7 separate regions of the Mus musculus genome follow, and all the other regions are linked to region 1. A link is a contact called in public Hi-C and targeted proximity ligation data. All regions are on one chromosome and are shown on one strand. The core of a region is the stretch at or near the end of the contact, and the rest is flanking DNA. Distances in the headings are between cores, read along the strand shown. Region 1 holds the start of Fxn (frataxin). Region 2 holds the start of Dock8 (dedicator of cytokinesis 8). Region 3 holds the start of Kank1 (KN motif and ankyrin repeat domains 1). Region 4 holds the start of Cbwd1 (COBW domain containing 1). Region 5 overlaps Pgm5 (phosphoglucomutase 5). Region 6 overlaps Gm34012 (a long non-coding RNA gene). Region 7 holds the start of Mamdc2 (MAM domain containing 2).

Region 1 (3,731 bases), core at 453-2,952:
TCTTACTATGTTTACTGTGGCTCTAGGCTTGGGGACCACTTTCAAACGACAAAGTCTCCCACAGGTACATCGACGCAAACAGGCATTTCGCTGAAGAGACTGAATATCTGCTCACTCCGTGACAGCGGAATCAAGCCTTGTTGGACAACGGCCGGGAGGGGACACCTTCCATGAGCCTTGCGCTTTTGGCCAGTCTGCCGCTTTCAAAGTGACTGTAGGAGCATCAGGGTAGACAACTGGGGACCGTAAACGATATTGAGCCACTGAGAACAGACTCTGAGCATAAAGATGGACCGACTGTATTTGCATTGTACAGGCGAGGAAACGGAGATGCCAAAGACAAAGTTGCTCAGGCTCTCAGAGATGCAGAAATCCAAAGTGCACAGCTGCAACTGGAGCCCAGCTGTCAGGCGCCAGGCAAGGGAAGAACAGGGCAGTAAACATCCAAGAAAGTGTTTGAGGAAGCATGGGTTACAGGTTCGGCCCTTCAAACCCTAGCCGTCTCTCTCTCTGACCAGTCCACTTTTGTTTGTTTTGTTTTTAAACTTTCTTTTTCAGTGTTATAGAAAGAACCCAAGAACTCTTGAACGCTAAGTGACCATGTCACTGCTGAGCTACAAAGCTAGCCCTATTTTTATTATTGTTTTTTATTTTAATGACAGGACCTCAAGAATCCTAAGCTGGGTTTAAACCTGTAGACATTATTATCCCACAGCCTACTCCACCTTTGTCCATAGCTCTCCCCTTCCTAGAATGCTCCCCAGACCCGTTCTTTGGCATCTATCACGGCCCTCTCCGGAAAGCCTTCCTTCACCCTACTGCTGTCTTTTCAAGCCACGGAGTAACAGATTCTGTTCTTTGCATCTACTAAGAACCGAGACTTATCTGAAGTGCTAAGGCCTTTGCGAATACAGTTTAATTCTCCCGCCAAAATCGCAAAATGGGTGTTACCCTTTAATCTCCTCGGAACAGAAAGCCAAGCCCTGCCCCCAGACAGTTAGGGTCTCCCCAAGGTCACAGGGCTCTCCAGCGCCGCGCAGTCAGAACGTGGAACCAAGATCCCCTCATTTTCCAAAAGCTGGACTCTAGGGCTCTGCTGCTACACCTGTGATCCCAGCAGAGAGGAGGCAGGAGGATCACAGGATTGAAGCCACTTTGGGGTACTCAGCCAATCCTAGGCTAGCCAGGGATACAGAGTGAGGCAAACAAGCAACAAAAAGCCCTGCTCAGAGCAACTCCACAACCCCATTAGTCTCACGCCCTGAAAAAGGCAACTTCGGAGTGCACACAATAATAAACACGCCCTGCTGCACACGCTATACATCCTGTGTTAATTACGGAAACTCGTCTTTTCCCATCCCCACCGCCAAGGTCCGAAGCCCGCGCAAACACCGCGCGCGCCCTGCACCCAAACGCGCGCGCAACCAGAGCGACTCGGCGCGTGCGCGCTGCGCGTCCCCGGCATAGGGGCGGGCGCGGCCTGCGCTCCGGTGTGCGGCCCGGCGAAGCGCGTACTCACGGCGTGGCGGGTGGCGCCGGCGTTGACTGTGACATGTAGGCCTCGGCGGCCGCAGGTTACGATCGGTTCCCTCCAGCGCGGGTTCCCGACCCAGGCGGAGGCCCGGGACGCCGTCCGGGGCAGCAAGCCCACGGCTGCGCGACCTCCGAACGCCCACATGCTACTCCAGCTCCGCGGCCGCTCCGCCCCGCGCGAGGACTCGGTGGTGCCACCTGGTGGCCGTGCCCCCCCCCCGCCCCCCCCCGCCCCCCCCCCCCCCCGAGCGCCGCGGCTGGGCTCCTGCGCGCAGGTCCAGCACTACAGCCCTGTGCAGACCTTTAACCAGAACCCAGAACCTGCTCTGCGCCAAACTCGCAACGTATCCCTTGGGCAGCACTAGTGTGTAAACACTGACCCCTGCAAGTTTATTCGCTGACAACAATTTTACAGAGTGGTAGTGGGTGATTCTGAAGATACGCTGGTGATCAAAATAGCTTTGCTTAAAAAACAAAACAAAACTAGTTCTAACAGCTAGCTTCAACTGCCCGATCATCTCAAATTCCGCATCTCTTAGGCAATAGAAGTACCAGGCAGCATGAATGGAGGAGGGGCTTCCGTAGCCCCAGGCTCAGCCGAGGAACTATTGGTTGCTGATGGCTATAGGATGAGGGAGGGTGAGTTTTCTTCTGGGATATGGCCTCTGATTGGCTGTCCTAGCTCCATGGGGATGGTCCTACACTGTATACACTGTTAGGGCTAAGTGGAGTCGGTTTAAAAAAAAAAAAATTCAGAGCGGTGGTAGTGTACACCTTTAATCCCAGCACCCGAGAGGCAGAGTCAGGTATATGGAGTTCGAGGCCAGCTTGAGCTACATAGTGAGTTTCAGAACAGCCGGAGCTACATAGTGAGACCTAGTCAAAATAAATAAGTAAATAAACAAATAAACACATAAATAAATAAAAATTTAAAAAGGAACATAAAATTGGGAGGAGGGGTGGGGTGGTTCGGTAGGAGTTGGGAGTGGCAGGTGAGTTTGATCGAAAACACATTGTATACATGTATGGGATTCTGAAACAACAGTAGGAATAAGGAAGTGCCCGGCTGAAGTACCCGAATGCTTCTTGGATGAGGAGTAGTCAGGACTGGTGATTGGTTCTCCTCATAGCTGTTTTTTTTTTTTTCCCCCCCAGCAGCCCCAACAGGTTCCTCACACTCCTGGTAGTTCTCCTGGCTTTTATGTCAGTGTGAGAAGGAGTCTGTGCATTGTCTCGGGTTGCCATTATGACACTGGAGAACTCTGAGCTTCAAGAGTTAAGAGACAGTGTCAGAGGAGTCTTTTGCCTCCAGGGTCTCAAGAAGGATTGAATGACAGCAGCGGTCAGCAGCAAAGCGTTTAAGAACATCCTCCATGTACCACCTGACTTGGGATACTATTGCTTCTGATTTCCCACAAAAAGCCACAAAGGAAAGGGGAAGTTTGTAGTGACTGCTAATGCAACCCTCCCCCTCTCTCTTTCTCTCTCTCCTTCCTTCCTCTCCTTCTCCCTCTCTGACCTGTAGCTAATTTTCAGATATGGAATTGGAAGCCCTGACATATTAAGTGACTCCCCCCTGATTGAAGGGGAGTTAGAACCCTGGCTTCCTGATTTCTGGTCCGAGGGCTCTTACACCCTCTGTCTTAGAAAAGGAGTTTTTCTTAGTTTCAATATCACAGCTCTAACTGGCTCTCTGGGATCATGTGCCCATCCATGGAAGCCAATAGTCTGCAAAACAGTGAGGGCTACGCTACCGGTCAGCATCATGGTCCATTCTGTGCTGCTGTAATGTACTGCCTGAGGCTGGTTAGATTATAAAGAACAGAAATGGATCCTCTGGAGAGGAAGAGAAGAATGCTGTTCCTCACACAACAGAAAGGCCTCCAACAAGCCCTGTGTATAGCAAGGGTTGAGCCCTCATGACCCAGACCCATCCAAAGGCAACATCTTCCAATACTGGTGTGTGTGTGTGTGTGTGTGTGTGTGTGTGTGTGTGTGTGTGTTAAGGGTCTCAAGAAGAATTCATGGAGTTGACAAAAGCATTCAAACCACAGAAGCCAGTACCAGGGAGGGGCACGTTCTGGTGAAGAGGCATGGAAAGTTCCAGTGATAGCTATTCCGGTCGGAAGTGATGTTGCACATATTCCCAAAACAATGACTTCCACGATGGGGGACTGTAAGCCTGTTCATTTACTTAT
Region 2 (4,188 bases), core at 1,069-3,568, 720 kb after region 1:
GGGGAAACCTAAATGAGAAGTTAAGATAATTGATGCAGGGATGGCTGGTTGCAGAAGTCAAGAGCAAGGTTTTGTGAAAAGGGAAACAAAGTTGAATGACACAAGGCTAAAGAGAAGGAGGAAGGGCCAGAGAGGCCAGCAAATGAGGAAGGGAAGCCTTGCAGTTAGCTCTGCCTGGAGGAATAAAGAGAGAAGCTCGAGTATAGGGAACTGCAGAGACAGTGAACATGCAGAGAGGAGACGTTAGGATGGCCACTCCTGAGGTTTGCTGGTGAACCGTGAATTCGTTAGAGAGCAGATAAAGCTATGGCTAGCTCCATAGATAACATTCTTGATGATCTCAGTGACTGTTAAGGGAATGTGAAGGTATTTCTAAGCATAAAATGACAACATGGATAACGGTAATTAGATTAAGCTCAGCTCCACAGTCAGATATTATACATTGAATATAGTATAATGTGAGGCAAGGTGTGAGGTGCCATGATATACTCCTGACCGGCTCAAAAAAGTTTCCCTAATGGAAATATCTGAGCCATTTAAGATAACCTCATTACATTTTACTTGGGTTTATGTGGAACCAAGTATATTTTTGATTTGTATGAAAGTGCATGCCATGAACATTTAGAAACCCAAGACAAGCCCACCTGTACGTGGACTAAAGGCTCTGGTAAAAATGTTTCAATGGGTTACTTATTGTTCACAGAATGAAGATACACACACACACACAATTATTCTTTTAATATTTTTCTATCCAAGTATTTCCCCATAAATCCCATTGTAGTAAATATCTTTAGGAGACCTTTGGAAGTTAGAAACAACAGATATATATTTTTAAGCCTTCTAGAAAATTGACCCTGGGAATGAATCCAGGCCCTTGAGAATGTTAGGCCTTGCAGTTGCTTTGTAGCACAGGCAGACCTTGAATTTGTGATCCTCTTTCTTGCCTCAGCTTTCTGAGTAGTGGAGATTACAGGTTTGGATTACAAGGAATAGTTGGCCTCGTTTATTAAAGTCGTGTTTTCTGTCGGTCTGTACTTAGAGTCTCTGTATTGTTATGTTGTACACATTGTCTTTTATGTTTAAAGGCATTGGTATGAGGGAGGGGGAGAGTTACCTAACCAGCTCTGAAGGTTTGCTCAACTACCTACCCAGAAGCAGAGGAAGAAGGCTGCCAAGAATAAATAGCATATGGTCGGCCAGTATTTTAGTATTAGGTTACAAATTAAGTTGTAGTGGACCAGTGTTGTTCAGTAAGAACTCAATGTGCCAGCAAATGTGAGCTAAGGAAGTAATTTTTACATCTTCTTAATGGGAGCCACATTTTAATACAGGGAAAAACAAACAGGTGAAATTATCTTTAATAATATGTTTCTTAACTTAACAGCTTCCAAAGGATTGTTTTTAACATGCAATCAATACAAAAATTAAGACATTTTGCCTTATTTTTTTTCTGTACTGTCTTGGAAACCCAGTGTGTATTTATTTTCCAACCCATCTCACTTTAGACTAACCAAAAATTCAAGTGGCCAACGGCCACATGTGGCTTGTGGCTTCCATATCTAGACTCTGCAGCTTTGAGCCAAAAATATAGCCCTTTCGTGTTTCCGAAGGCAAGTTGACAAGTGGAAACACACGGAGTTCATACAACACAACTTGGACCAAATATATTACTTGAAATAGGCACAGTCTTTTCCACGCTCATCCTTTGGGGATTATTTTTATTTTTATTTCTCCAGATTTCTCCTTTGTGGTCTGGTCAGGTTTCTCCATGTAAAACAGAACTCTGTTGAGATACCGGTCAATCTCAATGCTGTGTATTCCCTCAGGTTCTAAAATGAAAAGTCATATAGCTCCTAATATTTACTCGTGGGATGCAGCCATTATAATAAAGTGTCCCATGAATGACAGTGCGCCTTCGGCTGGGAAAAAGTCGACTGATGTCCTAAGAGGCTGCCTTAAAAAGAAATGTTCCCAGGAATGGCGTCAATCCACCGGGTGGCCCCTCCAGACCCCGCTGGCTGCTTCTGGATCCAGCGCTCACTGCCCCAGTCGCCCTCCGGCTCCGGCCGCCGGCGTTTCCGGCCAGCTCTCGCGGTCCGCGCTCCGCAGCCACCGTGCCCGTCGGTCCCGGGTCAGCGGCGGGGGAAACGCGCGCCTGCGGCCGGCGACTCTGAGTATCCGGAGCGCGGCTCGGCGCGGCGTCCACGCCCTCGCCAAGCGCTCGGTGCGTGCCAGGCCGGGCGGCGCCGCGGGCGGCGGAGGGAGCAGAGCCCTCCCCCCGGGAGCTGCGCGGCCAAGGTGGAAATGCGGAAGTTTCCGCGGCGCGGCTGACAGATGAGGCTGGCGCCGGGCGCGCCGGGCTCTGCAGCGGCTGTGCGTTCGGGTCCCGTCCCCCCGCAGCCCCGCGAGCCCCGAAGCCGTGGAACCGCGCGCGCGCGCCATGGCCACGCTGCCGAGCGCCGAGCGCCGCGCCTTCGCGCTCAAGATCAACAGGTAAGACGGCGCGGTTCCTGGCCAGTCCGCGGCGGGGCGCGCCGGTCCCCGTGGCGACTCATTCTCGTCCTCTTGTCACCCGCGCTGCTGTCCGGACCAGCGTCTTGCGCCACCTCCCCAACCCGGCGTGGCTCCCGCCGCCCTCGCTGTTCTGAGACAGGTGGCCCGACCCGGAGCGCGGGGTCGCGCGCCCGAACTTGGCTTAACAAATTGCGCCTTCCTTCCAGTCGGGAGACAGCGGAAAGAAGCTAAGTGGCTGAAAATCAGCCCTGCTTTGAAGCAGATCGGTCCGTGGTCCAGGGTTAGGGCTCTTTCAACCCCCTCTTTCCAAAAAACATCTTGGCTTTGGATGGCAGCGCTATTTTTATACCTTGGTCCAAAAGGAGCCAACCATGAAGTGGAAAAAATGATTTTAAAAAAATTCCTCCTTTAAATAAGCGAAAGGGAATGAGCTGTAGCTGACGTTTAAAGATTTCTAGCACTCTAGAAAAGTGAAGAACACAGGGATTTCCAATTTATAAACAGAGCTGCACACGCCACATCTCTGTGAGTTGACTACTCATAAAGTTCTCGGTAGACTCAAGCGGCGGCGTTTCCTCCACTGAAAACTGCTGACAAGTATTCAAGGGGGCATTTTTGCCTTGACCTGGGAAATCTAGACTGCCTGGCTAAAAGATAATGTGGAAGGGCAGCGCTCTGGAGGACTTCCAGGGTTGGTGTTTTTTTCTTGTTCTTGTTTGTTTGTTTTTGCATGTGGGACGCTGGCCCACAGTAATTCATCTTTGGGCTGCTAGTGAGTGAAGCTGGAGTCACTAGGAATCACCATCCTTGAATAGTGAGCGGTAAGGACCACAGAGGGCCAGTGGAGTTTCCCTGTGCAGTTGTGAGCAAGACCTTTCACTTCCTTCACTATTTCATCTGTCCAATTAGTTTAATTATTAATGTGGACTGTATACAAATGCTAAAGGGTAACTATATCATAATTCAGTCTTCCTATCGGAGCCTTTCCCCTCATCAGGCTGTCCTGGCTGCAGTGGGGCCGTAGGGGCATAGGAAGTTTTGATGGCTGTCATCATTGCCTTCCCCGCTTCTCCTCTCTTTGTCCCTGTCATGAGAAAGAAAAAAAGCCAGGAAACAAGGAACAAGGGCAGGAAGCTGTTAGGGATTCAGGAGGGGTGAGACTGATCTGAAGTGACTGTCTGGGACCTAATGCAAGCCTGGAGACGCTCTTGCAAGGAGCTTCGGGGTTGGTATAACCCAAGGGTGGAGGATTAAAGTCCTTAGCCAGAAGTGGTGGACTTACCCATCATCCCAGCCCTCAGGAGGCTGAGACAAGACAATCACAAGCTGGATGCCAGTCTAGGCTGCATACAGAGACCTTGCAACAAGGAAACAAAACAGAAGCAACCACCCAAGCAAAACAGTGTTAGGAAAACCAAGAGCCAGGCTACATTCAAATTTCCTTACAAAGTTTTGCTGCAAACTAAGTATATCCCATTGGGCATACACATTTTATATTTTTCTCATGTTTGGTCTCCTCCCTCCTCCCCTTCTTTCTGTCTCTCCAAGGTCTCTCACTTTGTTTCACAAACTGGCCTTGAACTCCGAGCACTTGACCTGCTTCAACTTTCTGATTGCCAGGGTTGCAACTGTGTACCGGCTTTTGTGTCAGTGGGAATAACTAGTATCCGAACC
Region 3 (3,990 bases), core at 460-2,959, 960 kb after region 1:
TTCTGGAGGGGTAGGCATTACAAACTATTTTTTTTGCATGTGTATGTATGTATGTTCATGTGTAGGCACACTAGTGTGTGCAGATGAACATATATACTCATGTGAGCATGTAGAAGCCAGAACTTGAAGTCAGATGTCTTCCTGGACGGCTTCCCACCTTATTTACTAAGGCAGCCAGTCTTCCTGAACTTACAGCCCACTGACTGAGCAGTCTAGCTAGCCAGGTGAGGACATTTGAAAAACAGGAATCCCATGGTTCCGATCCTCTCCCTGTAAGCACGTTTCTCAGGAATTATCCTGTATGAGTGGTGTCTCCCACACCATCTACTGAATCCAAGGACCCTCTTAACCCATGTAGAAACTGAGGTTCCCAGGAGGAGACCTTTTGCTCTGTTACCCATTGCCTTTTGCTTGTTCTAACAGTCTGGTCTAGGAGAAGGGGTGCTGTGTGTGTGTGTGTGTGTGTGTGTGTGTGTGTGTGTGTGTGTGTGTGTGTGGTGGAGTGGGCACGAAACAATCGAGACGATCAGAACCTTCAAATCTGTCTTTATGGTTGTTTTAGCAATACCCATTTTTCATATAGCTCAGCCTGGCCTGGAACTTGCTATTTAGCAAAGGATCCTCCTCGCTCCAGATTTTTTCTTCTTCTTCTTCTTCTTCTTCTTCTTCTTCTTCTTCTTCTTCTTCTTCTTCTTCTTCTTCTTCTTCTTCTTCTTCTTCTTCTTCTTCTTCCTCCTCCTCCTCCTCCTCCTCCTCTTCCTCCTCCTCTTCTCCCCACCCCCTTTCTTCTCTTTTTGGTTTTCTGTGTAGCCCTGGCTGTCTGGAACTCACTCTGTAAACCAGGCTGGCCTGGAACTCAGAGATCCGCCTGCCTCTGCCTCTCAAGTGCTGGGACCAAAGGCATGCAGCATCACTGCCCGGCTTCCAGGCTTCTGTTATGTTCCCCAGCAGTTATGTTGTTTTTGATCACTGGACTCTCTGTCTTTGGCCATCTTCTTGAAAGAGGACTTGTGCCTCAGTTCCCAACTCATCTCTTGTGGATCTACTGCCCTTTCTTCTGATGAAGCTTTTAGGGACAAGTGACTTCTTTCTTGTGCTCCACACCCTGTAGCCAGGCCTTGTCAGTTTGGACTCCAGACTCCTCACTCTGCTAGGAGTGCTGGAAGGAATGAATCTAGGTCCCTGCGGCTTGCTAGTTGGCTGGAACTTTCCATCGGCTCCAGAGCGGACTTGAAACCTCGAGTCTCCTACTCCATTCAGGTTCCCAAGCCAACGTCTTAACGGCGCCCGGTAACAGGCGCTATTAGGGTGCTACTCTGCTCCTGGCGCGCCCAGCTCCCAAGGTCGAAAACTTGCTCGCACCGAACCCCCTCCAGGGCGAATGGGAGGGTCGCTCGGGCGGGTAGGAACCAGTGGTGTGGAGGTGCGCCTAGGAGAGTCGCGGCGGCGCGCAGGCGCACTGGGCTCTCCACGGCCGGCTCTCGGGTACAAAGAGCGCGCGGTGCCTTGCGGACTTCTCGGTTAGAGCTGCAGCCGGTTTGTGTCCCTGCACTCGGTGGCTCCCGGCAGCCGCAAGTTACTCTTGCACGGCCACTGCAGGATTCTGCTCCGCGATCTAGTGTAACTGGGGTTTGAGTCTGGCGCTGCCCGAGGCCCCGCCCAGCGCTTCTCGGTCCCTCCCCGCGAGCCGCCCGCCCTGTGCCAGCTCCAGATTCGCGGCGCTGGAGGTGAGTAGTGGCAACGCTGCGCTCCTGTCCCCTGCAGGGACGATCTGGGGCGCCTGAACTCCGACTCTACCCTGAGCCAACAGGGTGCCCAGCCTCACACTCTTGGCGCGTGCTGGAGCGCACGGCGACACTGGCCCTGAGATTGCCCTGGGAAGGTCCGTGGGGTTGCCTTGGCTAGCAGTCGCCTGGGATCACCGCTGGCGCTCGAGGGGGCGGCGCCTCCCGACCTGGAGTGGGGCGCGCTGGTCCTTTGATACTAAGCCGTCCTTTCGGAGCCGGAGTGCAGTGCAGTGCAGTGCAGCGCCCTTTTCCGAGGCGTCCCAGGGTAAGATTGGTGTACCCTCTGGCAGTAGGAAGCGGCGATTAGTGCTCCTTTATCCCGGTCCCGGAGCGGCAGGTGGCCCTAGCTGGTGTTGCAGGGTCTGGGCGTGGGGGAGGGGTGGGTGCGGCCTTTAGGGGCCGCCCTAAGCTCCGGGACCTGCTTGAGTTCCTGAGGACCTGCAGTGTCAGGTCCAGCAGGACGGGTGGCAGCGTCCCGGGGCACACTTGGTCGCGCAGGTACGTGGGAAACCCCGCGCTCGGGAGCCGCGGAGCTGGTGAGTCTCATCCCCCCTCACCAGGTCCCTTTGCAACTTTCAAAGGCAACTTTTCGCGGGCGGTCCGGCCTGAGCTGACTCCGCGCGGCTGACCCGGCGCAGGCCTCGTTGTTCGCGTTGGCAATGTTCTGTGGCGTCCCCCAGCGCTTGTTTTCTGCACTTCTCTCCCGAGGTGCCTCTCCGTTCGTCTAATTAAAGTATGGAATCAGACCGAGAGCCCAAGACTAATCAGGAATGCCAATCCCCCGGATCAGTGACCTTGGTTGTCACCTGGGCTACTTGGGAACCAAAGCCTCCTTGCGTTAATTGCGAGTTTGTTAGAGTTGGCTTTTATGCGGTACTTAGTTATCTTGTTTCTCATTTCGTGCATCGCTCTCCAGTAAGTTGTTGGGCTCTTCAATGTTTAATCTATTTAAGTTTTATTTTAAAAGTTGGATGTAATACACATCAATATACTTTAAAATTCATGAGTCATTGGCTTTTCATATAATAATAAAATTATGCCATCAACAACGCTCCCACCTCTCCACAAAAACCATCTCCGGGACCGAGCGGCTGCTGTTTCTGTCTCTTCCCTCGGGTAAGAGGGATAGATAGATAGTGAGAAGACACGTAATCAACCTTCGGTTGTTTTACAGCTAAATTTTGGGAAAGTGCTGAGCAGGGCGGCTGCGGGAAAGTGTGTCAGTTGATTGGGGAGATTAAAAAGGGTGAGGATGGAGGAGTGTCTGTCTGCCCGTGCAGACATTCACTTAGCTGGGAATTCATTTAGCTTCCACGGGGGCCTTTGGTGATCTTTCTGAGCGAGGGTTGCCTCCTCCACAGGTCGTGCTAGTTGACTGAGTTACTATGGCAAAAGTGAGTTCTGGAGATGGGTGTGGGTTGGGGGTTGGGAGGAGGGGGTGGAATTGGGGGGAGCGACAGGAGACAAGGAAAGACTACAGAAATCAGAGCTTGCAAGTGCACAAAGGAGAGAGATTAAAGGGGGGGGGGAAAGACCCTTCAAGTTTAAAAGCAAGGATTGTTTTTAGTACTGGGGTTCCAACTCAGTCCTGCTAAATAAGTATTTTACCATTGGGCTCCACTCCCAGTGCCTAAAAGTACTTTTTAAAAAAATGTTGGGGAGTGGGGGGGAGGGTATGGGGGGCTTTTGGGATAGCATTGGAAATGTAAATGAGGAAAATACCTAATAAAAATATATATAAAAAAAAAGTCTAAAAAAAAATGTTGCCCAAACTGGCTACAAAGAAACTACAGGCATTGCTACATCAAAAACTAGGTTGATGATCTTATGTGTACTGGAGCTCAGGAGACATCTTTCTTGTTTGTTTGTTTGTTTGTTTGGTTTTGGTTTTTCGAGACAGGGTTTCTCTGTATAGCCCTGGCTGTCCTGGAACTAGGAGACATTTTTTACAAGGGAGGATGGAAGAGGAAGGGTCTAGATGGGGAGAAAGCCAAGGTTTGGGGAGACAATTCCTTTTAACGGCTGTGTAGTATTCCATTGTGAGACTGTACCACACTTAATTCATTTTAGGATGGGACTTTGAGTCCATGTATGTGCATACATGTCTATTGGGAATAGGAGCAAAGTTTAGGAGTTCTGAGCTAGTGTTTAGATTAGATGATACTGTCAAATAGATTTCCAAAGTAGTTTTTTCTTTTCTTCT
Region 4 (4,154 bases), core at 284-2,783, 680 kb after region 1:
GTGTCCAGAGTGTTGGACATGTTAAGTATGGAAATGCCTGTAAGACATTAAACTAAAAACTATACAGAAGTGAATCTGAAGGATGGAAGCCAGAGAAATAGGTTGAAAAACAACGAAAATGTGGAGGCTAGTGGAACAGTGTTCCCGGTATATCAAAATTTAAAAAAAGACACAGGAGGCCAGCTGTCCCCTAGGTTCAGTCAGGAACAAGGAGGTTGGTGGAGTTAGTCCTGATCTCAGAGCTTCAGGCCATTACCTGTATTGTCCCTTTCATCTATCAGTAAGCCAAATGCAGAAAGGCCAAGGGCCAACTCTGAAGTATGTTCTTTGGACCAGGAAATTTGCTCTGATTCTATAGAATAGCATCTGAATCCAAAACGTTATTCCTTTATAAAAATGAAGCCCAAGTAAAATCTAGAATATCCTTGGTCTGACTCTAGAAGGGGAAAAACAAACAAACAAACAAACAAACAAACAAAACCTGGTGGTGTGGAGACAACAGTGATTTCTTTGTTGTATCTAAAGGGTGCACCGAGATTCAACTTGTCTGTTGCAACACACAGGAATGAGAGTACCACTTGATTCATATTTTTTCCACAATTTTTATTTGTCCACATTTTCAGCCACTTACTTGTTGTTGCTGTTAACTGTAATGCTTTAAAAGGATATCTAGACATTTCCAACAAAAAATAAGCACGTGGACTGATCTTCAGAAAACTGCACCGTGTTTCACAAATCTGTGTTTTCCAAGGACCACACCCCCGAGGTGCACCCTCAAGACCCCCAGCTTAGGAAAGTTCCCAAAACAAAGGTCTTACTCTAAATCAATCTCTTAACAGTGCTTTCCAAGCGGACCTCAAAAGGGGAGGGCACAGTTTAGGACTTGTCACTAATGGCTGGAAGAGTTTGGTTCCTGTGAAATGGAATCCACTAAGCAAGGTGTCAGGCAATCTACAGTCGGCATCTTTGTTTTCTTTTTCTTTCTTTTTTTTTTTTTTTCCTTGACCAGGGCATCCTTTAATAACAATAGACCATTTGGCTTTGTTTTGCTTTGGTTTTTTGTTTTTCTGTTTTTTAATGAGAAAACTCAGATGACTTTATTATTTCTACTCTAAACTGAGGGGAGATGAGCTTCACAAATGAAAGACAACTTAATCAAGAGACCATAACATTAGGTGAGTCTGAGTTTCAAAACTACCTTTGAAAATGCTAGAAGAGAGGCCCCAGCCCCTACCTCGAAGATTCGTCCTCGGCCAGGAGGCCCGGGTGCCTGAGGAGACACGGCAGCCCCCCTTAATTACCTAAGTACCCGGTGACAATTGTGACTGGAATCTTAGTGATGAAGTCAAGATTTTCCTCTTCTTGGTTCTTGGTCTCAATGGGGACCAATTCAGGACAATCCTCCGCGTACTCTTCTTCCGCCTCCACAGTTTTCACAGCAGGTAACATGCCGCCAGCAGGACACCAGTGACTCCAGAACTAAAGAGCTGCCGCCAGTCGCGTTTCCGCGACAGGATTCAGTCGGCGCGGGGCTGATGATGTCACCACAACGCGTCGCGGAGCAGGCCTCTGAGGAACCAGCCCGCCCTCCAGCTACGCCACTATTCAAACTAGACACGCCTTCCCGGGGGAGGCACGCCCCTACGCAGAGATAGATACACCCCCACGCACAGTGGACACGCCCCTTATAGAGAGGGACACACCCCCCGGGTGTGAAGCACGCTCTAGGGGCGTGCCCTCTGCCCGTGGGCCAAACTGCACTTTGCTGTTAGGACGCTAGGAGCTCCCTTGCCTCGAAGCTGTAGTGGGCTCCAGCTGTTAGCCACTGTCTGTTGCTTGGGCTGAGGCAACACCTATTAGGCTTGGGCAGCTTCACCACAGGACAGACATTTTTCAAGTTGCCATTTTTTTTTTATTCTCATGAAGTCCATCTCTTTCATTCACAAGGAAAAGAGTAATTGTGAAGTCATGCTATATATTATAATTATTCTACAATGATAATTATGTATTATAGCTATCTCATCTTTTACAATGTAATAGTTTTATTTATTTTTCTTTCTCCTTTACTTGGACATAAGGTAAACTCAGATCAATAATTGTATTTATTGGTTCATAATATTCTCATTAGTCTCTGGACTCCTTTGTGTGTGTTTATAGTGGATTCCTTGATAGTACCCTAACCCAAAAACATTAAATTGCATCTCTTCTACCCCAGCCTAGAATACTAACTATAATCATGAATCTTCTTGGGAATACTGAACATTCCTTTATGTGTTTGTTATGGTTTGTCCTTATACACACGCACATAAATAACATTGACCATTGTTTGTTTTTCAATTTCATAAAAAAGAGTACCATTCAATGTATACTCTCTTGGGGTTTGCTGGATTTCCAGCTTCACTACTGAATTTCCTGTCAATTGTTTTCAGGTGTTGCTGTTTTGTTTCATTTTGAGACAGTCATACATTTTCCCAACAATGTAAGAGATCATATTGGTGTAATGTCAATATTAGCAGACATGAATTTTTTTCCCAATTAAATACAAAATAGTACCTCAATGTGATCATCAGTTGTATTTCTTTGGATTTGAACAAAACTGAGCATCTTTTTATGTGTTTTGACCATGTTTAATTTCAGGCTTTAAGAGGGGCTAGCAAGCATTGCTCTGTGGGCATCAGATCCCATTACAGATGGCTGTGAACGACCATATGGTTGCTGGGAATTGAACTCAGGACCTCTAGAAGAGCAGTCAGTGCTCTTAAATGCTGAGCTCTCTCTCCAGCCCCTCAAAATGAGGTTTTAATAAGTTATATACATTGGGTGTTCAATGTACTCTAAACACCCATCAACTGATAGACAAACAAAATGCCACATATCCAGACTGGAAAAATTAATTGGTGAAAAACAGGTACAAAGTACTGGCTACCTGCTACCAGATAAGCATATCTCAAAGATGTGCTAAAAATAAATCCATTCATAAAAACTATACATTATGCAAGTCCATTAATATAGAAGAATGTCCATGACAGGCAAATCTAGAGATACAGAAAACAGCTTAGTGACTCCTAAGGACTAGGGGTTTAATAGTCCCTGCTAGTGGGCACCATGTATTTTTATGGTAATAAAAATGTTCTAAATGTGATTATCATTATGGTAAAAAGAACTCTGAATCCACTGGAAAACATTGACTTGTGCACATTAGATTAGTTAATGTTATATTGAGTTTTATCCCTTAACTACTATTTTAGGTAAAGGCAATCATGTGCTCAGATGCTAGGCCAGTTTTTTTGTTGTTTTTTGTTTTTCCCCAGAGAATTGATAATTTTAGCAGTTTAAAGTTCTAACCTCAGGTGCAAACATAAGACTTATAACTTGGTAAAATTGTTCCTTTAGTCTTTTTGCATATCTCTTTCCAATAAAATAATTATCCATTGAATCTATGGAGTTGTCATTTTCTTTTCTCACTTTAGTCACTGAGCAGAATTTCAGAAAAGCAAGGGCTTTTTCCTCCTCTTTTCTTCTTTCCTTCTTTCCTTCTTTCTTTCTTTCTTTCTTTCTTTCTTTCTTTCTTTCTTTCTTTCTTTCTTTCTCTCTCTCTCTCTCTCTCTCTTCCTTTCTCTTTTTTTCTTTCTTTTTGCTTTGTTTATATTTAAATTTGTTCACTTTACATGGCTGTCCCTCCTCCCGCTCACGCCTCCCACAATCCTTCCCCCATCCCTCCTCCCCTTCTCCTTTGAGAGAGAGGTAAAGCCCTTCCCGCCTCCTCCCCGCCCCCCCCCCCCCCACCTCCCCGGGTATCTCCCTAACCCTGCACATTGCCTCTGCAGGGTTTAGGTACTTCTTCTCCTACTGAGGCCAGGCAGGGCAGCCCAGCTAGTAGAACATATCCCAGAGACAGGCAACAGCTTTTGGGATAGCCCCTGTTCCAGTTGTTCAAGACCCACGTGATGACCAAGCTGCACATGGAAGAGTGGGCCTTGGTCCAGCCTGTGTATACTCTTCTGCCTGAGATTCCCAAGAGTCCAGGTTAGTTGCATCTGTAGGTCTTCCTATGGAGTTCCTATCCCCTTCAGGATTGCAATCCTTGCACCTATTCTTCCATAAGAGTCCCCAAGCTCCACCCACTATTTGGCTGTGGATCTCTGCATTTGTGT
Region 5 (3,691 bases), core at 264-2,763, 510 kb after region 1:
ACACCCAAAACAAGAACTGGGGGCAGGCTACTAGGATAGTTTGGGCAAGCAGTCAGGAGTCCTGGGAAAAAGAGAAAGACCCGACTACAGTGATGTCTCAGTCAGCTGTTAGTAAGACCTATGCTGGCCCAGCCAGGCACCAAGGAGGTGCTTCTTCAGGTGATGTGGAGCTACGGACCTGGCTGTCTCAGAGGACAGACCAGCCAAGGACAGGAAGCCATCCTGCCAAGCAGCAAGCCAAACAAGGCAAGAAGAGTAGAGGACCGCCCTTAGAAATCAGGGCCTGGGTCTTCACTACTGAACACATCTTTCCATCCTTTCCGGTGTAGGAGAAGCAACCAGCGGTAGATTTTAATTTCCCAGGTGCTTCTCTCTCACACCTTCAACATTGCAAAGATGGCAGCTAAAAGGTCTGAGCTAAAAAATAAACCCACTTGTCTGCAAAGCTGAACAGCACAAGACAGTGGGGTCCTTAGTCCAAGGGTGACTTTGCTTAAGCCAAAACAGAGAGGGAAATGTCAGAAAGTGTAGAAGGAACGTTCCCAGCCAGTCCCTTCCTCCTGCATATGAAAATGTGTGACGACCTGCCCAGGGAAATGGGCCCAACCGAGCAGTGCATGATAAGACTGAAAAGGGCGTTAGGTTTGCCCTCGAAAACAACTGGCTTTTGTCAGGACTGAAACAGAGCAAAAGAGAGAGACCAAAGGCAGAGAGTTAAGTTCCCTGCTCCCTGGAGGCATTCGGGAGGACTTTGGCAGTGATATGTCTCATGTGAAGTGAAACCAAGCTGAGAGAAGATACTATCAGAGGCTCCTATACCACAGACGGTACAACTAAAGCCAACTGAGAAGCCAGTAGCAGGGCAGACAGTCCAACTGAAGCAGAACTAAGAGCTCTTCCCTGGCTCTCCCTACATTCTGGTATATACCATCAAATTCCGGGACCTCTGGGTTGCAGCATAGAAGGGTGATCTTCCATGACAACCGGGGAGAAAGACTATGCACAGCCTTAGTCAGGACCCATTACAGGGCAAGTATTGATCCCAAGTGTTTGCAAGTTTCCTGGCAAGACTAGGTGTGTAATGAACCAATTCCCAGCACTAAATTTGCATCTCGGGTCCATTTTGAAGCTAGAAAGGCCTATTCTGTGTCCTAGATATTGATCTGATGGGGGAGGGGGTAAGAGAACAGTATTGCATGAAGTGGCTCATTCAGGGCCACAGATCAAGGCTTCCTACTAAGAGAGACGCAAGTCCCAGGAAGCCCAGAGCCAGTGTTTTCCCTGGCTCCTTCGACCTTCTTTTGGGGGTGGGCTGAAGGGCTTCTCTGCTAGATTAGCCAAGTATAACCCACTATCAATGAAGGGGCCTCCAGACCCAGTCCCAGCAAGTCTCTGGGTGCTTTGACAAGAAAACCCACTTCATAAGAATTTCTGCTGACTGAGATAAGAAGCCGTGCCTGGTGACAGGCTGCGAGTGACAGGCACTGTCTGGCTAGAAGGAGATAGTTATAACAGGCGAAGAGCTGAGCAAAGGCTGGAGACTCATGGGACCTGGGCTAGCCAATCTTCACACCTCCATCTGTCTTTCATCCCGGCTTTCTTGTCAACCTGCTGAACCCCATTAGAGAAGAAAAAAAAATCAGTCAGCATTCTAGGCTGAAGGGAAATCCCACTTTTAAGATAAAATTGCCCTCGTGGCAGATGTGTATCTTGTTGACTTTCTTAAATCTCTTTCCATAAAAGAGTTCCATAGCAGCTAATCTCATAAAATAATAAAGTTATACATGACCATCAAAGGTAGAAATGCCCCTTTGGGATTACCTATTCAAAGAGGTCCAAGATAACTCCCCAGAGCCGAGCACTTTCTAAGTTAACTATTGTAACTGTGGGATGTTTCAATGTTTTCGTTGCCTGCTTTACAGAAGCCAAGCTTGGGTCAATATGCAGGGTGAGATTTGGCATGGTTTAAAACATCTCAAGAGTCAATGAGAAAAAAGGAACCTTTTTTTGAGTTCTCTGGGGAGAGACTTGAATCCTGCAGAGGTTCAACTACACATAGCTTATTCTGCTGGTAAGAAAACCAGTGAGAAGACAGATAAACAGATAAAGGGGGGAAAAAACTAATATAAGTTAGGATCTCAGGCCAGTTTTTTTCAGGGGTGGCAAGAACTTAATCCCACGAGGGCCCTTTGGGAGCTAGAGGAAATGCCCATCTTGAGATTCCCTCATGAGGGGCAAGGGAGTTGGGCTGTTTATACAGCAGCTCTCATCATATGCTGGTATAGATGCCATCTCCCTATGTGCTGGTATAGATGCCATCTCCCTATGTGCTGGTATAGATACCATCAGAACCACACGTGACTTCTTAGATAGACTTCTTTGGCTAAAAGGACCTCACCCAAAGTTTACTTTTCTCCCACTGATCCAGTTTCTTGTAGATGGCACAAAGTCATGCATAACACTTATGGGGGAGCCTCTCTATTTCTCAATTTTCCTGGGCATGGCTAATTTAGCTCAGGTCTGCAGCAAATGCACTATACCTCATAGGACTTGGGCATCATTCAATACACACCAGCCATGCTGCCTTTAATGGTACCATTAAAATAGCAACAACAATATTGGTTTCTTCTACACTCATTTCTAAGTCCTAGAAAATGGAATTTTCTGAAAGAGGATAAATTTAATTCAACAAAAATGTATGTATATGACATATGCACATTGAGACATAAATACCATGTCTAGAAATTATTCAAATCAATACATATTATTAAGGCACAGTACATTACATTAAAATACCTTCTGCTATAACACACTTATGATCAAGAATTGAAGGAATAGGGTTAGGGAAATGGCTTAGTCAATAAAAACATTTACCCAGTTGGGATTCCGAAGAGTCAAAAAACCAAGGTGCTGGAGCATCTGTAATACCAGCATGCCTACAGTGAGATAGGAGGCAGAGGCAAGAAAATCTCTCAGAAGTTTGCAAGCCACATAGTCTAGAGTCTACAGCACAATGGCAGAAACAAGAGAGACCCTGCCTTACACAAGACAGAAGACATAACCTCCTGAAAGCTATCTTCTGATCTACTTATAGCTGCACTCCTATACACATTATTACATAACACACATGTGCAAGGAGGCACACATGCACACAAGAGCACATACATGTACACACACCAAAAAATTAAAGTCTAAGTGCATAACAACAATGCTATGAGGTAAAAATAAAGAAAATTTTATGTAATGATGAATTAGGGCTCTGTCTAACCCAAGTTGATCCCTGTCCTGACCATAGTTCCCTGTTCATTCCCAAGCCCACCAGTTCAGCTGTCCCACCTCCTGAGACCCTCCCAGGCTTCAGGGGGTGTTTGGAGTCCCCTGCTTAGGTCAAGTGTCCCCAGGTCCAAATCTTAATCTCTTAGTTCACTTGCAAACTTAGGCTCTGTTGGATGCTTTCCTCGCAAACGTAGGCTTCAGGGTCTCCCAGGATGCTGCCTCTCAGAACAAGCCTCCTCCATCCCCTCCTACCCTCCTATGGGCACAGGGCCCAGCCTTGTGGAAAGCAGATTAAGGAAGACACCAACCTCTGGCCTCCATGCACACGTATATGCACACATAAGCACAAGCAAAATACACAGACATATATAATACACACAGGAGCAATACTACTTTTTCAAGTAATGAAAACTAA
Region 6 (3,648 bases), core at 250-2,749, 760 kb before region 1:
TCCTGTACCACCTGATAATACTGGGATGTGCTCACTGCCACTCTTCTGTGCCATTCCTCTTACAGTGGTTTTCTAGCTCGGAAACACCAGGCTTGTATTAGTTTGCTGTTGCTGCTGAAACATATTTCCATGGAGTTTCTGGCTTCAAACAGCACAGATTTGTTATAGTACAGCATTGAAATAATAAAAAAAAAAAAACAAAAACAACAACAGTTTCACTGAGTTAAAACGAAGGTGTTGGCAGGACTGGTTCCTCCTGGAGCCTCTGATAGGACAATCCCTGCCCTTGCCTTTCCCAGCTTCTAAATGCTGTTCACATTCCCTGGCTGGTTATCGCCGCCATCAGAGGCATCACTCCAACCTTTGTTTCTTTCCCCACATCCTCTTTTGCTTCTTTGACCCTCCAACCTTCTTCTCATAAGAACATTGGTTATTACAATGGACCCATTTAGGTAGTTGGATCTTCCCATCACAAGAGCTTTAGTTAACCACATCTGTAAAGTCCTACTCACGATGAGAGGTCACATAGTCACAGGTTTCAGGGATCATGATGTAGCTCTCTTTGAAAGAGGCCATTCACATCCCATGGTAGTTGCTTAATTATCTGGGGATGCCATTTATTTGTCTTTGTTACAGAAATGAATCCGGATGGGCTAATGTTTTTCCTGGGGTATTTTTTTCTTTTGGAATAGTTTTCTCTGCAATGCTAGCCTTTCCACATTGGAAAGCCTTTTTCTAAAGGGAGTGGGCAGGGGACAAGTGAAGCAACAAATGGATAACTCCACATTCCCCTGTCTGATTTAAAACTGCCTGGTCCAGTGGCCATTTCCCACTTTGCCCATCTATACACCCACACCCATGCATGTGAGTGCTTGCGCGCATGCACACACACATACACATACACACACACACACCACACCACACACATACATACAGACATACACAAATCACACACACACACACACACACAAATACACATACACGCATACACATAAACACACACACACACACACACAAAGGTAGAGATGAAAGAGTCTCTTAGTTTTTAATATTTTTCCAGTCTCAATCAACTTGCTCCCTGCTGGCTTTTCTGTATGATTTATTGGTACAAATCTGTGCTTCTGGTCTCATGCTCAGCCTTGACTGTGCACTTTTCCTTCAAAATTCTGTTTCTGTTCTTTCTATTCCTCTCTTTGGGTGGTTGTAAGGGACACTCCCTGCATCCCCGTCATTAGAATAAGCCATGATTACAAAGTAAGCATCCTTTTATTGTAAGCTACGCGTTCTTCGTAAGTGATGGTCCCTTTTAGAAACACACTACAAACTCATTTTACTGATTTCAGATTAAAAGAAGAAAAGCCAATGGGTGTGTCTAAACATGCCCATTTGTTCCTCTTCCCTGCCATTACAAATTCCGAGATGATTCAGTCACTTCCTCCTACGGTCACCATACCTTCTGGGACACCAACTGGCTTTCCCTTTTGGTTAGAAATGAGCGGAGGCTCTGTGCAATTTGTCCTCTAATCAGTCCTTCCACTTTTAGCAACAGGAACCTCCCAACAGATGTCTGGAGAGTTGAAGTCATGACATCACCTCATCACTGTTACAGGGGAAAGGAGTCTTTACCGCTGACCACCTCTCTGTGATCGTGTGTCTCTGGCCACAAGCTTCCACACAGTTCTGGACTCTTCCACATGGTTCTTGTTTCTAGATAATACTCCGACTTAAGTAGGAATGCTTAGGCTGAGAAAAGTTAGACTACTTTTCTAGCTTATCTAGCTAGAGATAAGCTTAGGTGTGCCTGCAAGTGGACCTGAAACAATTTGCTGCTCTTGGAAATACATCAGTAAAGGGCAGACCTCTGATGCCATTTCAGAGAGCTACATGCTTTTAGAAACGACTCCTGCCCGTAGGCATAAGGCGTGCCACCTGGCCTGTGGCTTTGCTTTCACCGCTTAGCCACCTCAACTAGATTAGAGGTGAGCACGTGACCTCAGCGAGATCAGCAGAGTGACCTCAGGACTTCCATGGGGGATGCTGGGATGACATTTTCCTATGCTGTCGAGGTGGACAGGGAGCACACAGGTCAGGGCTTACAGCCATTTTGAGACTCCAAGAAGAGCTCATTTGAGAAGGTGCCATCTCGTAGAAAGGGAATGAGAAGAACTCAGGTTTTTAGGGCATTGTTGACAGCTAGAAGGTCAAGTCTTCCGATTTTTAGTCTCTTGTCTTAAAACTTATTTTTCTAATTTCCATTTGAATGTATATATAAAACACATATATATAATATATTATATGTGTATATGTATATATGTAATATATATTGTACATACACATGCATATATGTATACATGTATATTTATATATATGACATGATTTTTTTGCTATAGGTGAGAAGGTTAGTGTGTAAGGAAAAAGACTGGAGAGGACAGAGGATGAGCTCTGAGCTTTGGCCATCAGAAGGCATTTTCATCGTGCCCTGTCTTGCTTCTGTGCATACAGTAGAAAGGAAAATGAGCAGATTTTTTTCACTGTATGTCAGACAGTCATGGTGGTACATGTCTGTTACCTCAGCAGTCAAGGAGAGACCAAAGGTATGAGGATGGAGATCTGCCTGAGCTACATAGCAAGATCCTGTCTCAAAACAACCAACGAAAATGTTGTATCTCCAAGAACAACTCCTGCTGCTGTAACCTCAGTCTGAGTCACAAGTGTGTCATGCCAAGGAGTTAGACAGTATGGGGACATTTAGTCAGAATTGGTAGTATGCAGAGTTCCATTTCCCTGCCGTCCCAACTGCTCATAAAAACCCCGTCAGTCATACAACCGTTCTAAAGATAAGCCTCTGAAACACCCTCTTTCAGGTGCCAATAATGGCTCCAAATCAGACAGAAATTTAATTTATAATCTTTCCCCAACAACTTTCCTACCTTATTTAAGTCAATCTTATTTTCTACAACAGTAAGGAAAGCAACTTGCAAAAATCTTAAATAGCTCTAGAGATGATCCAAACTGTTGCAGTGCCCTGAGCCCTCATCCAGGATCTGCATCTCCACAACTGGGGGGCTTCTTCATCTCCCCAATCCTCGGCCCACTCAAGCAAACTTGGCTTAATACCATCATCTGTATAAAAACCCAGGCCTGTTTCAACTCAGTTTCTGCTTACATATAAGGTTGTGTTCATGTATCTTACAGTCTCTCCCCAGCAGAGTATGCGCCCCTTCAGCCATAAGCCACAGCTTTACCGTGGAGGATAACCTAACCGATCTGTGTCCTTGGTACCTGGCACACATAGTAAGTCTTCAATAAAAGCTCATGTGGAAGGAATGTCTTTATTCAATGTTTGGCTACAGCTAGCACTCCCTGCTGACTTCGTGTTCCCTGCCATCATGTGCCTTGGGCCGTAGAAGAAGCAGACTTAAAGGGGGGATTCCCATAAATGGGATGATAGTTTCTCACAAAGCCAAGCATGGAATGTCATGTGATCTAGAAGTTCCACTCATAGGTATACACTGTACTTACCCTTCTAGGGTGAGCGTGCTTAAGTGGTGTGTGTGTGTGTGTGTGTGTGTGTGTGTATTTGTGTGTGTGTTTATTATTGTGTTGTGTATAAGATTTCTGGGGCATGTTTAGTGACTCTGAGTCTAA
Region 7 (4,147 bases), core at 1,197-3,696, 830 kb before region 1:
CTCTTTTCCTAGGCCCACAGCAGCTTGAGACAAGTGAACTTAGGGCAATGTTTGCTCTCAGGTGAGGGGCTCATTTTGATCCTGGTCTTACTTGGGGCTAGTGACATAATGACTTAGGTATGGGTATAGGTGGTGTGTGTGTGTGTGTGTGTGTGTGTGTGTGTGTGTGTGTGTGTGTCTATACTGTGGTAGTCTAGGATTCTCAAAGTGTGGTTCCCAGATCAGTAGAAACAGCAGCAGTCCCAGTATCTTGGAACGTGAGAAATTCTCAGGCCCCAGTCCAGACCACTGAATCAGACTCTCAAGAAGGGATAGGAAACTGCTGGAACATGCCTGCCAGGTCATCCTGAGACCTTCTCAAACCAGAAGGCATTTGAGAAGCCTTATAAACTGAGAATAATGCTTTCAAAGTCACTGCCATAGCATAGGTAGAGTCATCATTCAAAATGTTTCAAACCCAATCAGAACAGGGAATATAACGAAGGGGGTGACAAGCTTAAACTCTTCTCTTGAAACCACCAGCAAGACAGGGACCCCTTAAACATCTTTCTCACATAAACCTAAATAAACCACACTTAAGACCTGGCAAGTGTTGGAGACAAGAGATGACTATTGACTTAGTATCTTCTGTGTCCCCCACCCCACCCCGCCCCCAGCTGTGGTTCAGTATTGGCCACTCAGTCAACCATGTGACTAGTTGAAGGCTCAGATTCTCATATGAATGCTATTATCAGCCACCTGTGCGGGTCAGGGAAGCTCACACAGGCAAGGCTCCCAAAGTCACATGGGCAGGAAGGACTGTGGTCACAGCTCTCCGTCCTAAGCAAGCGTCCAGTTCCAGGGAGCCAGGCTGGATGACTTGAACTCCAAGGTTGCCTGAGCTGGGAGAATGCTCAGCGGCCTTCCTTTATACAGCAGCATGTCTTCTAAGGGAGTCTACTCTAAGTCCAAATAAATGGTCCAAAGTAACACGTTTCAAAATGATGGTGATAAGAGCGAAGAAAGGAAAGGAGAGGGACACCAGTGCTTGTTACTGGAATGTTTGTTTTTTTTTTTACTGTAACAATGAAGGGTAAGAAAACACATCACAGACTCCTTTTCACTTAAACGTTGTCACCGGAACCCCAGCGGTGCAGAGTAATGTGACTGATCAATTGGCCCTAGCCCAGTGGCTTCAGGGACTCCGTGGTGGAGTTAACTCTTTTGTCCAGTGCTGAATTAGATACAATGGGAAAGGATGAATCACAGGTAAAACTGCTGTGGGTGGACCAAAGTGGGAGAGCTTAGCACAGAGGACGCTCACAACCGTGTGGAAAATTTCTGCAAAGCTTCCTGTGAGCTAGTCCGTTTGACAATCTCAGCTCGGGCAAGTAGCCACTGAGACTAGCAAGGCTATCAGCCTGCAGGGGGCACACGGCTAGGGGCAACAATCATTAGCAGAATCCCCTTTGTCCCTTTCAATAGGGTGTGCTGGGGGTAGGAGCGCATGCTCAGAGCCAGGTACACAGCTGTTCCCCTCCGCCCCCTTTCCCGTGGTTTCCCTGGCCACTCTTTGCTGCAGGAGAGTTGGAAGGAGGTTTCATGACTCACACACTTTTCCTCCCAAAGGGAAGTAACTCCAAGATATCTTTACTTCCGGGGGGTTGGGAGGAACAAGACGTGAAGAAAGTTCACCTCGAGCATCTTTCTACGAAGTCCCCTTACCTTCCTCATTTAGTATCCAAGGCAGAAACGCAAACACGGAGTCAAAGCCACACGTGTCTTCTTCAAAGGCGCAGGAGCCAGCGGGCAGGTCTAGGGCATTGGCAAGCTGCAAGGCTGCGGGCACAAAGGGACTTTCAGTTTGGGTTTCTGCCTGGTAGTATTGCACTAGCCCTGGGGACTACCTGGTGAAGTTCGGGGAGTCTTGTGGGAAGGAAAGAGAGAAGGATGTCTGACCTCCCTCAACACTCCTGGGACCCTCCTCTGCGCAACTCCATACCCACCCCCATCCCGTGCTTGACCAGGGAGAGCCGGGAGCTTAGTGGCTGAGAATTGTCCAGAAGAGCTGTTGGATGGCGGAGCGGACACCAGAACCCCACCCTGACAGCCCAAGAGGGAGCGAGTTTCCAGGACGCCCTCCCCGGGGGGGTCTCCTGTTGGTTCTTACCTTGCACTACCAGCAGGACCCCTTCTAGTAGCATAGTTGAACTTCAGGCAGGAGGACCCGCGAGGGCTGCTGGCTCACTGTGGCCCGCTGCTCCTAGGGAAGGGAGGGTGCTAGGCAAGGAGCTGGGGGACCTGCTGGGGGATGCCACAGGCTGCTCAAATTCGAAGAGTCTGAGGAGCAGAGCGCGCTGCGCAAGGCTGTAGCGTCCGGCCACTCGTAGCCCGGTTGGGCCCCGGGCGACTGCCGGACTGGACAGGGAGGAGACAACTGCACACTTGAGAAGGGCCAGCCACCACTTGGGGGAGAGGAGAGGTCAGCAAGTGGTGCCTTCGTCCAGAATTTTAAAGCTGGGGACCAGACCTCTTGCATACACTTAGAAGGGGCAGTCCCTCTGCTGGGTTGAGACCAGAGACTCCTGCCCCGCCCATCCACGGTGGGAAACAGCTTATTTCAGGGGACAGCTTTCCCTGCATGTAGCTTGTAACTATCTCTCTCTCTCTCTCTCTCTCTCTCTCTCTCTCTCGTGTGTGTGTGTGTGTGTGTGTGTGTGTGTGTGTGTGTCCCTAATTTTAACCACCTTTCTTTAGAATGGAAAGGAATGGAATTCTCTTAGGGCTTTCTAGAGGAAATTTTGGATATGGTGGGCGTGGGATAAATTTTAATTCTCAGAGCGTTCGACCCAGTGTTGCTAACCCTGGAATAGTACCCCCCCACACACACACACACACTCCTTTTGGGCAGAAGAATGTCTGGCATGCTTGATGTTCAGCGTTCCCTGGTCCAGTGAAATGGGGGGGGGGGGCAGTCCTCTTCTGCAAACAGCCATTCTAATGGAAGGTTGGGGAGAGGGTCATTTCCCTGATATCAAATAGTTAAAAGTATATTAGTTTTTTTCTGCTTCTTAATCCCCTTTGTATGCTTGTGCAGGCATTTCTGTGTCTAGAGTAGGCTTATTTTTAATCCCCTAAAGAGGCCCATGTTTGAGTCCCTCATCCAGTATTTCTGTGGTGGGACTCCTGATTCTGTACATTTCTAATCAGTTTCCAGCTGAGGTTGGCCCGGACCCACTTTCTGAGGACCGCTGGTCTAAAACACTCCTGTTCAGCTGTCAAAGCTCTGCTCACTGTCTTCAGTTTGACCTCTCAAGCTTGTTTTTCCTACCTTCCACAGCAGCTGTCTTGTTGGGCCTGGATGCCCTTTCTCCCTGGCCCTTGACACTGGATTGACTGAAGCTCGTCCTTAATCTCTTGCTGCCTTTTCTGACCACTCCCTGGGCGCTTTACCTCGTCCCTCACATTTAGACATCACCGCATATATCAGAGGCTGATGACTGATGATGCTGGGGAAGCACAGTAGCTGCTGGCTTCTGTCTCACTATCACCTGACCATTATCCGAGTGGATGCTTGCAAGTTGTCTTGGACTTAACAGGTCTCAAGGAGAATGGTTCACAATGTCAAACTTCCTCTTTTCCACCTTAGTTAACAGCGTTGTTTTCCAATTGCTGATGACAGAAAAACTTGAGAATTTAGAGTCAGGCCCGAAAGCTCTCCTCTTCCCAAGACAATGCCAAATCTTGCCTGTTCCGGACTGACATCACACCAGGTACCCACCTGCTCCATGTTCATATTCAGGCCCTGATTGGTCGCTGCTGGCATGTTTACTGCCCTGGGATACCACAGTGGCCTCATCATCCTGCTCTTTTCCCTTCTTAAGCCTTGCCTACCACACTGCCTTCTAACTAGAGTTGTAAGGGCTTCCCCTCAATACAAAAATAGCCTTTTCCCAAGAAGCCACAAGTTCCCATATCATTTACCGAAATCCAAATTCTTCACAAGGACCTGTCACATCTAGCCAAACCTCTTATCTCCTCGTTGTCAGCCCTCAACACTTGGTTTGTTTCTGTCCTGCCAAACAGTCCAGTTGTGTTCTCACAGGATGTTACATTAGCCATCTCCACTGTTCAAAATGCTCTTCCCCACCGATGGCTTGCTGCCCCG

The links. Hi-C and Micro-C count contacts between places; a contact is called where the count stands out from the background.
Region 2: a contact with region 1 is called in a targeted proximity ligation map of acute myeloid leukemia, with 2.6 times the contacts expected there. A contact is called at or near these places in 1 of 484 Hi-C or Micro-C datasets (erythroblasts) and 4 of 130 datasets of targeted methods (acute myeloid leukemia, bone marrow-derived macrophages, large pre-B cells and 1 more).
Region 3: a contact with region 1 is called in a targeted proximity ligation map of pancreatic cancer cells.
Region 4: a contact with region 1 is called in a Hi-C map of B cells, with 9 read pairs. A contact is called at or near these places in 3 of 39 promoter capture datasets (erythroid cells, hippocampal neurons and pre-B cells), 1 of 484 Hi-C or Micro-C datasets (B cells) and 4 of 130 datasets of targeted methods (bone marrow-derived macrophages, large pre-B cells and pancreatic cancer cells).
Region 5: a contact with region 1 is called in a Hi-C map of the G1E-ER4 cell line, with 2.2 times the contacts expected there. A contact is called at or near these places in 2 of 484 Hi-C or Micro-C datasets (the G1E-ER4 cell line and embryonic stem cells), 2 of 130 datasets of targeted methods (bone marrow-derived macrophages and embryonic stem cells) and 1 of 9 other capture datasets (liver).
Region 6: a targeted proximity ligation map of extraembryonic endoderm stem cells shows a contact between it and region 1, with 8 times the contacts expected there. A contact is called at or near these places in 2 of 484 Hi-C or Micro-C datasets (cerebral cortex and cortical neurons) and 3 of 130 datasets of targeted methods (astrocytes, bone marrow-derived macrophages and extraembryonic endoderm stem cells).
Region 7: a targeted proximity ligation map of bone marrow-derived macrophages shows a contact between it and region 1, with 5 times the contacts expected there. A contact is called at or near these places in 2 of 130 datasets of targeted methods (bone marrow-derived macrophages and forebrain).

Annotation. Positions count from the first base shown.
Region 1 is chr19:24,278,888-24,282,618 of GRCm38.p6, forward strand. Fxn (frataxin) reads right to left here and starts at 1,703. Exons shown (of 5, transcript NM_008044.3): 1 at 1,520-1,703. The coding sequence starts at 1,678.
Region 2 is chr19:24,997,211-25,001,398 of GRCm38.p6, forward strand. Dock8 (dedicator of cytokinesis 8) reads left to right here and starts at 2,319. Exons shown (of 48, transcript NM_028785.3): 1 at 2,319-2,493. The coding sequence starts at 2,441.
Region 3 is chr19:25,235,266-25,239,255 of GRCm38.p6, forward strand. It overlaps Kank1 (KN motif and ankyrin repeat domains 1), which reads left to right and starts at 1,710. Exons shown (of 14, transcript NM_181404.6): 1 at 1,710-2,052.
Region 4 is chr19:24,960,083-24,964,236 of GRCm38.p6, forward strand. It overlaps Cbwd1 (COBW domain containing 1), which reads right to left and starts at 1,534. Exons shown (of 15, transcript NM_146097.3): 1 at 1,302-1,534. The coding sequence starts at 1,449.
Region 5 is chr19:24,793,133-24,796,823 of GRCm38.p6, forward strand. The region is part of intron 6 of Pgm5 (phosphoglucomutase 5); the gene reads right to left. Among named protein-coding and RNA genes, the nearest start is that of Gm52405, 64 kb to the right of the region's middle.
Region 6 is chr19:23,519,317-23,522,964 of GRCm38.p6, forward strand. Gm34012 (a long non-coding RNA gene) reads left to right here. Exons shown (of 3, transcript XR_386614.2): 2 at 3,196-3,294. Among named protein-coding and RNA genes, the nearest start is that of Gm34012, 24 kb to the left of the region's middle.
Region 7 is chr19:23,445,876-23,450,022 of GRCm38.p6, forward strand. Mamdc2 (MAM domain containing 2) reads right to left here and starts at 2,447. Exons shown (of 14, transcript NM_174857.3): 1 at 2,150-2,447; 2 at 1,705-1,818. The coding sequence starts at 2,183.